Linked DNA regions of Danio rerio: region 1 is linked to region 2. The links are chromatin contacts, called in public Micro-C maps. All regions are on one chromosome and are shown on one strand. Each heading gives the region's core, a stretch centred on a gene start, on an enhancer-like site or on the middle of the called end of the contact. The rest is flanking DNA. Distances are from core to core; before and after follow the strand shown.

Region 1 (5,984 bases), core at 3,232-5,731, 68 kb before region 2:
GAATTACATGCTAATTTATGTTAGAATTATGCTAACAACATGCTTTGAAGCATACTAGCAAAATGCTAATTCATGCTAGAATCATGATAATTTCGAGCTAATTCCTACTAGAATCATGCTAACAGGGTGGCGCGATGGCCTCACAGCAAAATGGTTGCTGGTTTGAGTCTCAACTAAGTTGCATTTCTGTGAGGAGTTTGCATGTTCTCCTCGTGTTGGCGTGGGATTCCTCCAGGTGCTCCCGTTTCCCCCACAAGTCCAAAGACATGCGCTATAGGTGAATTGGGTAAGCTAATTTGGCCAAAGTGTATGTGTGTGAATGAGAGTGTGTGGGTGTTTCCCAGTGATTGGTTGCAGCTGGAGGGGCATCCGCTGTGTAAAACATATGCTGGATAAGTTGGCGGTTTTTTGATGACCCCTGATAAATAAAGAGACTAAGCTTAAGGGAAATTAATGAATGAAAGTTCCCAAATATTTAGACATGCTAACACAACACAATACAAACATTTTACACTTTTACATACAGTAGAAGTCAGAATTATTAGCCCGCTTTGATTTATTTTTACTTTTTTAAATATTTCTCAAATGATGTTTAACAGAGCAAAGACATTTTCACAGTATGTCTGATAATATTTTTTCTTCTGGAGAAAGTCTTATTTGTTTAATTTCGGTTGGAATAAAAGCAGTTTTTATTTTTTTATAAACCATTTTAAGGTCAAATTTATTAACCCCTTTAAGCAAATTTATTTCTGATTGTCTGCAGAACAAACTATCGTTATGCAAATACTTGGCTAATTACCCTAACCGGCCTACCTAATTAACCTAGTTAAGTCTTTAAATGTCACTTTAAGCTGTATAGAAGTGTCCTGAAAAATATCTAGTACAATATTATTAACTATCATCATGGCAAAGATAAAAATAAATCAGTTATTAGGAATGAGTTATTAAAAATTATTCAGAGATAATTCCTTGGATTTACTAAAAATTTTCACGTGAAATGGCTGTAAACAATTTATTTGGGCTGAATTTAAACAAACAGATCAAGTTTAATTTTATTCAATTTTATTTGTTTGTTTAAATTCAACACAAATTATTTGTTTGCAACAGTTTCGCAGACATCATTTTTTTTTCAGTGTATTATGTACAGAAATTTGTTGAAAATAATCTTCTCTCTATTAAACAGAAATTGGGGGGGAAATAAACAGGGGGGCTAATAATTCTGACTTCAACTGCATGATAATATAACCCTGATTTCCAATCACAACAAATGAGACACTCTTTTAATCGATCAAATCTACCATTTTACTGAAACCCACTCCTAACAAATTCAGTGCAAACCGAGAATTGTCAAGCGCTCTCTTATTTTTTTCCATAGCTCTATCTATCTATCTATCTATCTATCTATCTATCTATCTATCTATCTATCTATCTATCTATCTATCTATCTATCTATCTATCTATCTATCTATCTATCTATATATATATATATATTAAAGTCAGAATCATTAGCCCCCCTTTGAATTTTTATTTCTTTTTTTAAATATTTCCAAAATGATGTTTAACAGAGCAAGGAAATTTCTAGTAAAATATTATTTTCTGTCATCATGGCAAAGATAAAATAAATCAGTTATTAGAAACATTAAACAGAAAATGGGAAACAAAAAATTAAAAGGGGAGCTAATATTTCAGGGGGCTAATAATTCTGACTTCAACTATATATATATATATATATATATATATATATATATATATATATATATATATATATATACACACACACACACACACATACAGTTTTGGTTTTATATATGAAAGAGAAAGGAGGAGACGGGCTGCAGTAAAGTCTTTGATGAATTCCCTGGTTACATTCAGCCGCTGTTTCATTTTGATGATGAAGAGGCCTCACAAACACACACACGCGCATACACACACACTAAACCACACCTCTAAAAACAGAATTACAAACATGCCTTGAAGCCAACTCTCCAAAATAACAGAAATATGTCTGCTCATTATGAAACACACACACACACACACATACACACACACACACACACACATTGTCAGCTGTCCTGCCTGCTTTAATCTTTGTGCTCAATGCGGAGCTCGGTCTCTCTCTCTCCCTCTCTCTCTCTCGCTCCACTGTTCTGTGTGATAGAGTATCGATCGCCCGCCTCGTCTCGGCTGAAGGGGGAAGGGAGGGGGCAATGGTCAGATGTGCGCCAAGGTTGTCTCCTTGGCAACTGGCGGAGAGGTCGCAGGGGTCAGCGGGAGGAGGAGGGGTCAGTGGAGGAGGGGGAGGGGTCAGCGGCTGACCAGTGCTAATGTTTGGGTGATGAGTAATTGTGTGTTTGGGAGGGGGGGCGGGGGTTCTGCGGGTGCAGGTGTGGATGATGTGTTTGGGAGTCTGGATGTAGTGTTTGGTTGGGTAAAGATGTTTTGGGTGGTTTTTATTTAGTTATAGAGGTGACTTATGATTATGTATTTCATAAGATGGATTAGTTGGAATAGTTTAGTCTATATGAGGGGATCAAGTTGAAAATGTGAGTTTAAAGGTGAGAATGCAGCTGAGAGAATGTTGAGTGAGAATGGTGAGAATGTTTTTTTTTTCATGGATCTATACATTTTGAGATTTTTTTTGTCTATAAAGTTTTTTGAAGTATAATTAAAAGGAACAATACTTAAAAATACACTCTTAATTGTTTATTTATTAATTTAGGTATTAATTAAGCCGCTTTGTTCAGATTAGTTGTATTTCTCCTATGCTGAGACATAAATCTACACCTTAGCAGCATTTACTTACAACAAACTGCAGAGTTTTGTCCATATCTACATTTTAAAGGTTTTTATAGATGGATATGTTCATATCGTACAGTTTTCCTGTCTTTTCTGTACATTTTTATCCACAAATTTTCTAAATTGCAGTATAGAGTCATAAAAAGAGACTCTCAAATCCCCTTCTATAAAAGGTTCGACTCTAATATATCATAAGAATTAAACAAGGGTTTTGAAAGCAACTTCATCTGATGTTCTGATTTAGAAATGTGTGCAAATTAGCACATATATATTAAATAATTCAGTTTTAAAAAAATATTTTAACAAAACTTCTAATGCAAAAATAGCTTGTGATTCTAGATGTAATCCATCAACTGGGGGAGTATGATGGTTACTATTAGAACTTTTTTTTTTTTTTTACCCTTTTTTAGTGGCATCATCTTGTCTTAAAGCAAAAAATATAAAAATAAAATGATATCTAATAATGATGAAGACACGGAAATGTTTAAATCAGCTTTTGTTCTTCAAAGCTACAACATATTCAGTGTATACATAGAGACCATTTTGAGGGATGTAAACAAAAACAATGTTCCTAAAATATTTGCTGTTTTACATTTTTTATTTCTATAGCTTCTGAGAATCCAAAAAGAGCCACATATTGATAAATAAAGTTATAATAGCTGTTTTAACATTAAGTTATGATTGAATTACCTCTTGTTACAGTTATGAAATAGTTTGATAACAAGCAGGAAATGTTCATGGGCCAACGACATCCCCACATTAAAATTGTAATAGCAGTTTATATGTACTAAAGCAGTTAAATATAGTCGTTTTTAAGTTGTACTTTTAATGTAAGAATGTAAGTACTTTTTAATGCATATTTTGTATAGGGTTATGAACACTTTCAGAAGTTTACTAGCTTAAAAATGAGTTAAAAGCTCGTCCAAATACAATAAAGTGACCCAATACACAGTGCTCTTGCAACAATTGGGTACTATTCAGGTAAGACTAACAGGTGTTTAATAAACAAAACATGTTCGAAAATTATTACTGAATGCTGAGATAAGCTTCTGGTGTTTGTAAAATGTAGAGGATGAAGCTAAACATGTCCAAAACACATGTTTAGCTTCTACAACTTATATCTCTTCTACCATATTAGAGGTTAAACTCTTTATTCAAAAGTTTAGGTTTAAGCTAATGTTCTTTATAACCGCTTCAGAGAAGATAAATCAGGAATTAAGAACTAAACATGGCTAACGTTAAATAATGAAGTTATCGTGTACATTTTAACATTTTAAAGGTATACTTGTGCTTTTGGGAGCTTTTTAATTAGTACACACTCTATAACAAGTGACTCTGGTATGTATCATTAAAGCTTATATAGGTATAAACACTTATAAGCATACTTATATTTAAAAGTTCAACAATGACAGGGATACTCACGGAAAGATTTAGAGCCAGCGGCGAGCTGTTGCTATGGTGACTTCCTGAGGTGAACTGGACTTCCTATTCATGAACGTCTTGAAAGTTAACTTTGACGAAATTAATCAAAGTTTTGTAGCTATAACATACTTAAATACATTTAATATAAAAACCCATCGACCTTTTCTGCTTGAGTGAGTTTAAACGTTAATAACAAGCAACAATGGGTGAAACTGTTCATAAAATTCATCAATGTAAAGTGCAATTCACACCGCTAGATGGCGACCAAACTCGCCAAATCATGTGCTTTCTTGTTGAGTATCTGGACGCCGATTGACTTGACATTCAAGATTTGATTCTTCAGATTGAAGTTTATCTTCACTCAGGTGATGCAAACTACACATATTTAAGTACACTTACTACACAAGCGGGGTTATGAAATATTAAATCTTAATTCGAAATTATAAGTTTCTTGTTATCACATCAAAAGCGCATTACACAAGGTATTGTTTTGTTGATCGAAAATAAATTAATTTATTAGTTTCACTAACCGATTGTGTCTTGCCCTAATGGCGCTCTAGAAAAAATGCAGTTATGTCCATATTTACATTATAATTTGCGATTCATAAACCGTTTGTACATCATAATGTTAGCATACGTTTTCTCTTCAAAATGATTTGAGCTTAATTCAAGTCTCCAGTGCGAATAAATGTTTTGGCGGACAAAAAACAAGGCGATGATGTCTTATTTTAGAAGACGATCGCTACTTTTATGCAGGGGGTGGCTATTTACGAAAATTAACCATGATTTCATTACATTAAACGGTTACCATATAACCGACAGCCACAATTTTACAAATTTATCCAGCTAGCTGATTCCTGGTAGTTAAAATGTACATTAGATAAGCTCTAAATTCGCTGCCACGTTCAAAACAAGTCACCGTCTTGATAACGTTACTTTCCAGTTTAAGGCCTAAAGATTCAATAATAATTTACATTTGTAATTATGTTGTTTAGACTTATCTAATTCCAGTTCAGATACATTTTAAAGGAACAGTTGAGGAATAATTTCGCTTTTTTTTGCCATAGGGCCTATATTAAATCACTCATGTCTTCTTGTTGAGGTATCCCTGCTGAAAAATCCAGCCTAAGCTGGTTAGCTGGTCGACCAGCCTCGTTTTTAGATTTTGGCCATTTCCAGCCTGGTCTTTGCTGGTTGGGTTGGAAGATGACCTGCTAAAACCAGGCTGGGAGTCCAGCCAGCTATGTCCAGCTTAATCCAGGCTGATCAGCTGGTTTTAGTTGGTCATTTTTCAGCCTGACCAGCTAATACCAGGCTGTAAATAGCTGGAAACCAGCCTGGAAATGGCTAAAACCCCTCTAAAAACAGGCTGGTCGACCAGCTAAAACCAGCCAACCGGCCTTTAAGCAGTTTTTTTTTTCTGCAGAGATGACAAGGTATTTATCCACACATTTAAATAAATAGGGCTATATTATATAATAGTCTGCTTGATATTTGGAGTTTGTCAAAAAGTAGGAACCCAGGAAGTAGATGAAGAGGAAATTCTGGACTTGGAGGTGTAGGAACTTTTTGAGTTGAGGGGATTTGAGTGACCAGAAGTGGCTGTTAACACTGACCAGACTGAGGTGTACAAGTTTGATGAAGGATTTTAGGTAATGGTTCTACGGGCCATTGGCAGCTCTGCAGGCTAAGAACAGTGTCTTGGTTTTATTTCTTGCAGTCAGTGTAGAGAGCTGAGCACAGGCGGAAAATAAGAGAATTTCCAG
Region 2 (5,562 bases), core at 1,162-3,661:
ATTCTACAGTGTAAAGTAAATCTGTGGTCTAAGTAGTGTTATGTAATGATAACAGGTCTAAAAAGTTTTGGATCAGAAATATTGGCTTATAAAACATAATATCAAGTATTAAATGGTAATATAGGCTATAATGTGATATGTTATATGGTATTTGTCATATCAGGAAAACATTAGACATTGTATTTTGTGACTGAGAAAGTCTTTAAGTTCTGATAGGTGTTTTTATTTATTTGGAACAATATCGAAATATATAAATATTCACACTTATTCTACAGTGACTAGTAAAGAAGTAAATCTTAGTAGTGTTTTATGTAATGATAACAGGTCTAAAATGTTTTGGATCAGAAATCCTAACTAATTATAAATGAGACCAAGTATTAGGCTATAATGTAATATGATATATGGTATTTGTCATATCAGGGAAACGTTAGCTATCGTATTTCGTGACTGAGAAAGTTAAGTTCTGATAGGTGTTATTTATTTGGAACAATACCAAACATTCACACTTATTCTACAGTGACTAGTAAAGAAGTAAATCTTAGTAGTGTTTCATGTAATGATATCAGGTCTAAAAATATTTTGGATCAGAAATCTTGGCTTATAATAAACAATATCAAGTATTAATATGAAACATGTTACATAACTATAAATATGGTATTTGTCATCAGGGAAACGTTAGACATTGTATTTCGGGACGGAGAAAGTCTTAAGTTTTGATAGGTGTTATTATTTGTTTGAAACATTATCGAAATGTATAAACATTCACATTTATTCTACAGTGACTAGTAAAGAAGTAAATCTTAGTAGTGATTTATGTAATGATATTAGGTATAAAAATACTTTTGGATCAGAAATCATGGCTAATAATAAATAAAATCAACTATTAATTAGTAATATAGGCTATAATGCAATATATGTTATATAATTATAATTATGTTATTTGTCATGTCAGGGAAACGTTAGACATTGTATTTTATGACTGAGAAAGTCTTAAAATGTATAAACATTTACACTTATTCTACAGTCTCTAGTAAAAAAAGTGCATCTTAGTAGTGTTTTATGTAATGATATTAGGTCTTAACAATATTTTGGATCAGAAATCTAGGCTAATAATGAATAATATCAAGTATTAGGATGTAATATAGGCTTTATGTGATGTGATATATGTTATATAATTATAAATGTGGTATTTGTAACATGAGGGAAAAGTTAGACGTACTTCGTGACTGAGAGAGTCTAAGTTCTGGGTGTTATTATTTATTTGGAGCAATATCGAAAATATGTCTTACCTGAGTATTTCTAGATGACAAAAAACATATGAAAGAGGTGTCATAAAGACGTATATCCTCAAGACACTACAACATATTGAACGGATTATAGGCCTACGTCTGTCCCTCAGAGCCTCGTTTTTATAAATGAAGTTTATCCCGAATAGGATTTGTCATTGCTAACATTTAAAGCGCATCATGGGCAAAACTATTAATGTAAGTTTATGTTGTATTGATAATATATTGGGATGTCTTTTAAAACACAGAAGTCAGCATCGAAATAATTGACGACGATAAAAATGACTTGCCTTTCAAAGATTGGACAGTACAGAACGTAATATTAATATGTTCATGGATAAAGATTATACAAACACGTTTCTATTGATAGGCAAAGCTGCTCAGTTTAGACTCTCTTTCAATTCACAGATAATGTTTATCCTGTTAACATTTATAAATAACACAATAATAGAAAAGGGAAAGGGTAGGGAAAATACCAGAGAAGCATCCGTTCGTCTGTGAGGACTCGTAGGTGTTTAATATTAGTTTCGTTTTTAAGCTAATCTCATTCACATATAACAAAAGCTATGTTAATTAGACTTCTAACCTTAAAATAAGTCAAATTAAACCTAAGAAACTTAAAGTTAAAGTCGAAAACTTACAAGAAATCGCTCGTTTGATCTGCAAAGCTGCTCGTGAAGCCGGTTTGATGGTATTTAAAGCCGCTGCTGCCCTCTTGCGGTGCATTTGCGCCATTTCGGTTTCATTTCATTTTGAAATGTGTTAATTTTAGCGCATTGAGAGAACGAGCAGTGGAAAATAGAGGCGTGTGAAGAACTAAAATCAGATCTGCTTGTGTTTTCGTCGTCGTGATGAGCACTTTCCAGCCACCCCAGCACTTTCTTATGCTGACTTGAGCTCTGAGTGCTTCCCTCTGTGTCTTTCAGCCTCCTCCTTTCTTAACATTAATCTCCACCACTTCAAACCAGCCCTGATGACTGCCCACAACAAAGAATAACCACATATTTTACCTGGTTTGTGCCTCAAGATAATAACTTTTTCCTTTTTCGTGCGTGTGTTCACTCGTACCTGCGTTCAGAGGAAGTGTAGGGGTAAAACACATCGATGGTTGAAGGCGGAGAGTGAGAAAATGTAGGGGGGAAGTGAGGAGAGAGTGACTGTATGAGCCTTCATTCATTCTTTCTACCATATAACTATTAATTCTAGTTCAACTTGAGCTCTTTTTAAGTACGACTTTTTGAGTATTCTAACAATATTATGAATATTCACTCAGCAATTAGCATGAATTTTTGACAGAGAGCCAGGATTGGTCAGCTTATTAGGGCACGGTGAGGTGAATTGAAGTCTCACACTTGTAAACCTGAGAGACTCAAGCAGACTGAAGGCTGTGGTTTATTTATAAAATGGCGGCTATGGCGAAATGTCTGAATTCCAGGTAAGTCAGTGTCTTTCTTTCTCTCTCCCTCTCTCTCTTTTCCTCGCTTTCCTTCCCTCTAATGATCTCTCGAGAGGGGGCCGCAAGGTTAATTAGCTTCGCCTTCACTAACAGACTCTGCTAATGAGAGGACATCAAAACTAACTGGACTGAGGCCAAAAGTAATGAAATGTCAGGAGCAACTCTCTGGAGGAATGCAAGAGGCTTGAATATCAGCGTGTGTGTTTGTATATGAGGTGTAATATAGTGCTGGTGTATGCAATCGGGGTGTAGTTGGTCTCAGTGCTTTTCTTGTGGATAGAATAAAATAAATGTTGGGTGTTTAAAGCCAAATTTGGATTAAGTATTAACAAACCCAATAGGTTGGGCTTAAAGTGTAATAAAAACCATTTGTTTGCCCATATTTTACGCAAATCCAGGGTAAAGCAATCCATTTTTTAAGTGATAAGTAATTATATGCAATTATTTTATTGTGTAGAGTATCAGTGAAGTGTCTGTGTGTGTGTGTAAATACACTAACACAAATTGGGTTATTTCAACCCAATTTTGAATCAAAATATGGTCAAAACTAACTGAAGGGTTAATTTTATGAAGCATATTGGTCTCACTTCATTTTAAGGTACAATTCTCGATATTAACAACCCATTAAGTAAGATTTTTAGCTTAATAAATAACTAATTGGCTGCTTATTAATTGTTATTAAGGTTGTAGTTGGGTTTAGTTATTGGGTAGGATTAGGTATGTAGAATAAGATCATGCAGAATATGTACTTAAATAATAAATGATAATAAAAATTATAATAAACAGCCTAAACCTTAATAATAAGCATGCTAATAAGCAAATTGGTTACTATACTAAAGCATTACCAATAAATTTATAGGCCCAAATTTATGCCAACATTTGGATTTGTCCATGTTTTATAGTACTCAAAGTCACTGATCGAACATAGACCGTCACATTAGATTACAAATGAGTAAACTACAACACAATATGATAAAATAAGCAGCTGCAGAAGCCAGATATTGTGCGAAAGGATGAGCTTTTAGTTTAAGGACGAGATATTGAGTGTGTTAGTTTTGTTTTGTGCTGGATACAATGGTGAGATGTTCACACGAGGATTTATGGGAGTAAATTAAGTTGTAATGAGGCCAGTGTATCAGTTTTGCTCTGCTGAGTCTGCATTTGCGCTAGTGCATTACTTTGTTATAGAAGCAAAAAATAACAAAGGAAAACAAATCTTTATCTGTATCAGAGTGTTTACATCAATACCCAATCAGCATGTTATCACCATCGTACAGGAGTTTATATACCAAGAAAATATTGTCAGACATGTTTAGAATAAATTAATGACATAATAAAATACTGTGTTATAAAGATCAAAATGAAGCCTCGTTTTACCCGTTAGTTGTACCATTTATACTTTGCCACTCTCTTTTAAACCACAAAGTTTTACCCATTTTTCAGCAAGGATTTATTTAATCATTAAAAATGTATTTAAATTTAGCAAGGTCGTTAAGTTTAAAATGTATTTTAATAAACATAGATTAGAAAAAAGTTTTTTATTATTTAATAAAAATAATCGATTATGATGAATGATGGTGGAACATTGTTACGCATATTTTAACATTTTAATTATTTAATTTGAAATGATGTCTTGGAAATTACTTGTGTAAATCAAATTTTAATATACTTACCAAAATGGATTATCTTGCAAAATAAAAGTGCTAACCAGCCTAATAGCATAATCATATGTCTCTAATATAATACTGAAATAAATATATCTTAAAAAATGTTCAACTCTGTATACATTTTTGTGCAGAATAATTGACATTATTGGAAATTTTAAATCTAAAATTTCAAATCTAGCTAATTAATGTAATTTTATTTGTTATTATCATATTTGCATTAATATTTATTTAAATTTGCATTTTTGTAAATTTGGTAAATATAACATTTAGGATAGGCACAGTTTAAAATGCTTTCCAATACACATTTTTATAAATATAACAGTCTAGGAACATGACTAGTGAATTTGTTTCCTCCAGTCAGCCTTATGCCCTTTAAAAGATGTGACTGATGCTGATTGATCGAGTTTTTCCAAGAATATCTGACATTACTCGTCGCACGTGTATGCATGTATGTGTGTGTGTGTGTGTGTGTGTGTGTGTGTGTGTGTGTGTGTGTGATGACAGTGAGTGGAAGGCCGCACATTTAGACAGGAAATGGAGGTGACACTAGACTGACTCACAGCACAGAGGTTTGTGGGTAATACTGACACAGAATCAATTGCATGAGAATCAACCTTCACGTTTGTATACCATCACAGTAGTATCATCGGAATATGATATTTCCAATCGGGTGGGTTTGTGTCAATTAGTCATGTTTATTGTGTCCTTCGAGTAAAAAGGTCAGTCTTTATTTGAAATGGAACTCCGTAAAGAATCAAAGCTATTGTAAAAAGATTTTATAATTATCTATAAACTGTAGTCTTTCTATTGGTCAAATCTTGGAAATATTACACTGCGCCAAATGAGCTTTTATGAATAAATCTAAAATACTATCATCTTTAAATATATGTTTAATTTTTGTTATGAAGAAGTTTTAATAATTAGATGCACACTCTAATTACACTGATTGATTGAAACTGTTGAAATAAAAGCAATTTGTTGACTTTTCCTCAAAAAGTGGTTGAATCAGTTAAAATAAAAGTGATTTGTTGACTTTACTTTAAAAAAAGTGATCGAATTAGTTGATATAAAAACGATTTGTTGACTTTACTTAAAAAGTGATGAAATCAGTTGAAATAAAAGTGATTAGCTGACTTTTTCTTTATAAAAGTGA

Evidence for each region. Hi-C and Micro-C count contacts between places; a contact is called where the count stands out from the background.
Region 1: a contact with region 2 is called in a Micro-C map of caudal fin, with 9 times the contacts expected there. The contact joins the promoter of pou2f2a here to the enhancer-like site in region 2. A contact is called at or near these places in 7 of 18 Hi-C or Micro-C datasets (caudal fin, embryo, hematopoietic stem cells and 1 more).

The regions. Positions count from the first base shown.
Region 1 is chr19:7,261,168-7,267,151 of GRCz12tu, reverse strand. pou2f2a (POU class 2 homeobox 2a) reads left to right here and starts at 4,481. Exons shown (of 16, transcript XM_073931452.1): 1 at 4,481-4,583.
Region 2 is chr19:7,191,765-7,197,326 of GRCz12tu, reverse strand. The region is part of intron 2 of pou2f2a (POU class 2 homeobox 2a); the gene reads left to right. Among named protein-coding and RNA genes, the nearest start is that of erf, 59 kb to the right of the region's middle. Within about 2 kb of position 2,411, at least 8 of the 62 cell types and tissues checked have an H3K27ac peak or open chromatin away from gene starts, as enhancers often do. A contact at or near this core is called in caudal fin, where this site is marked.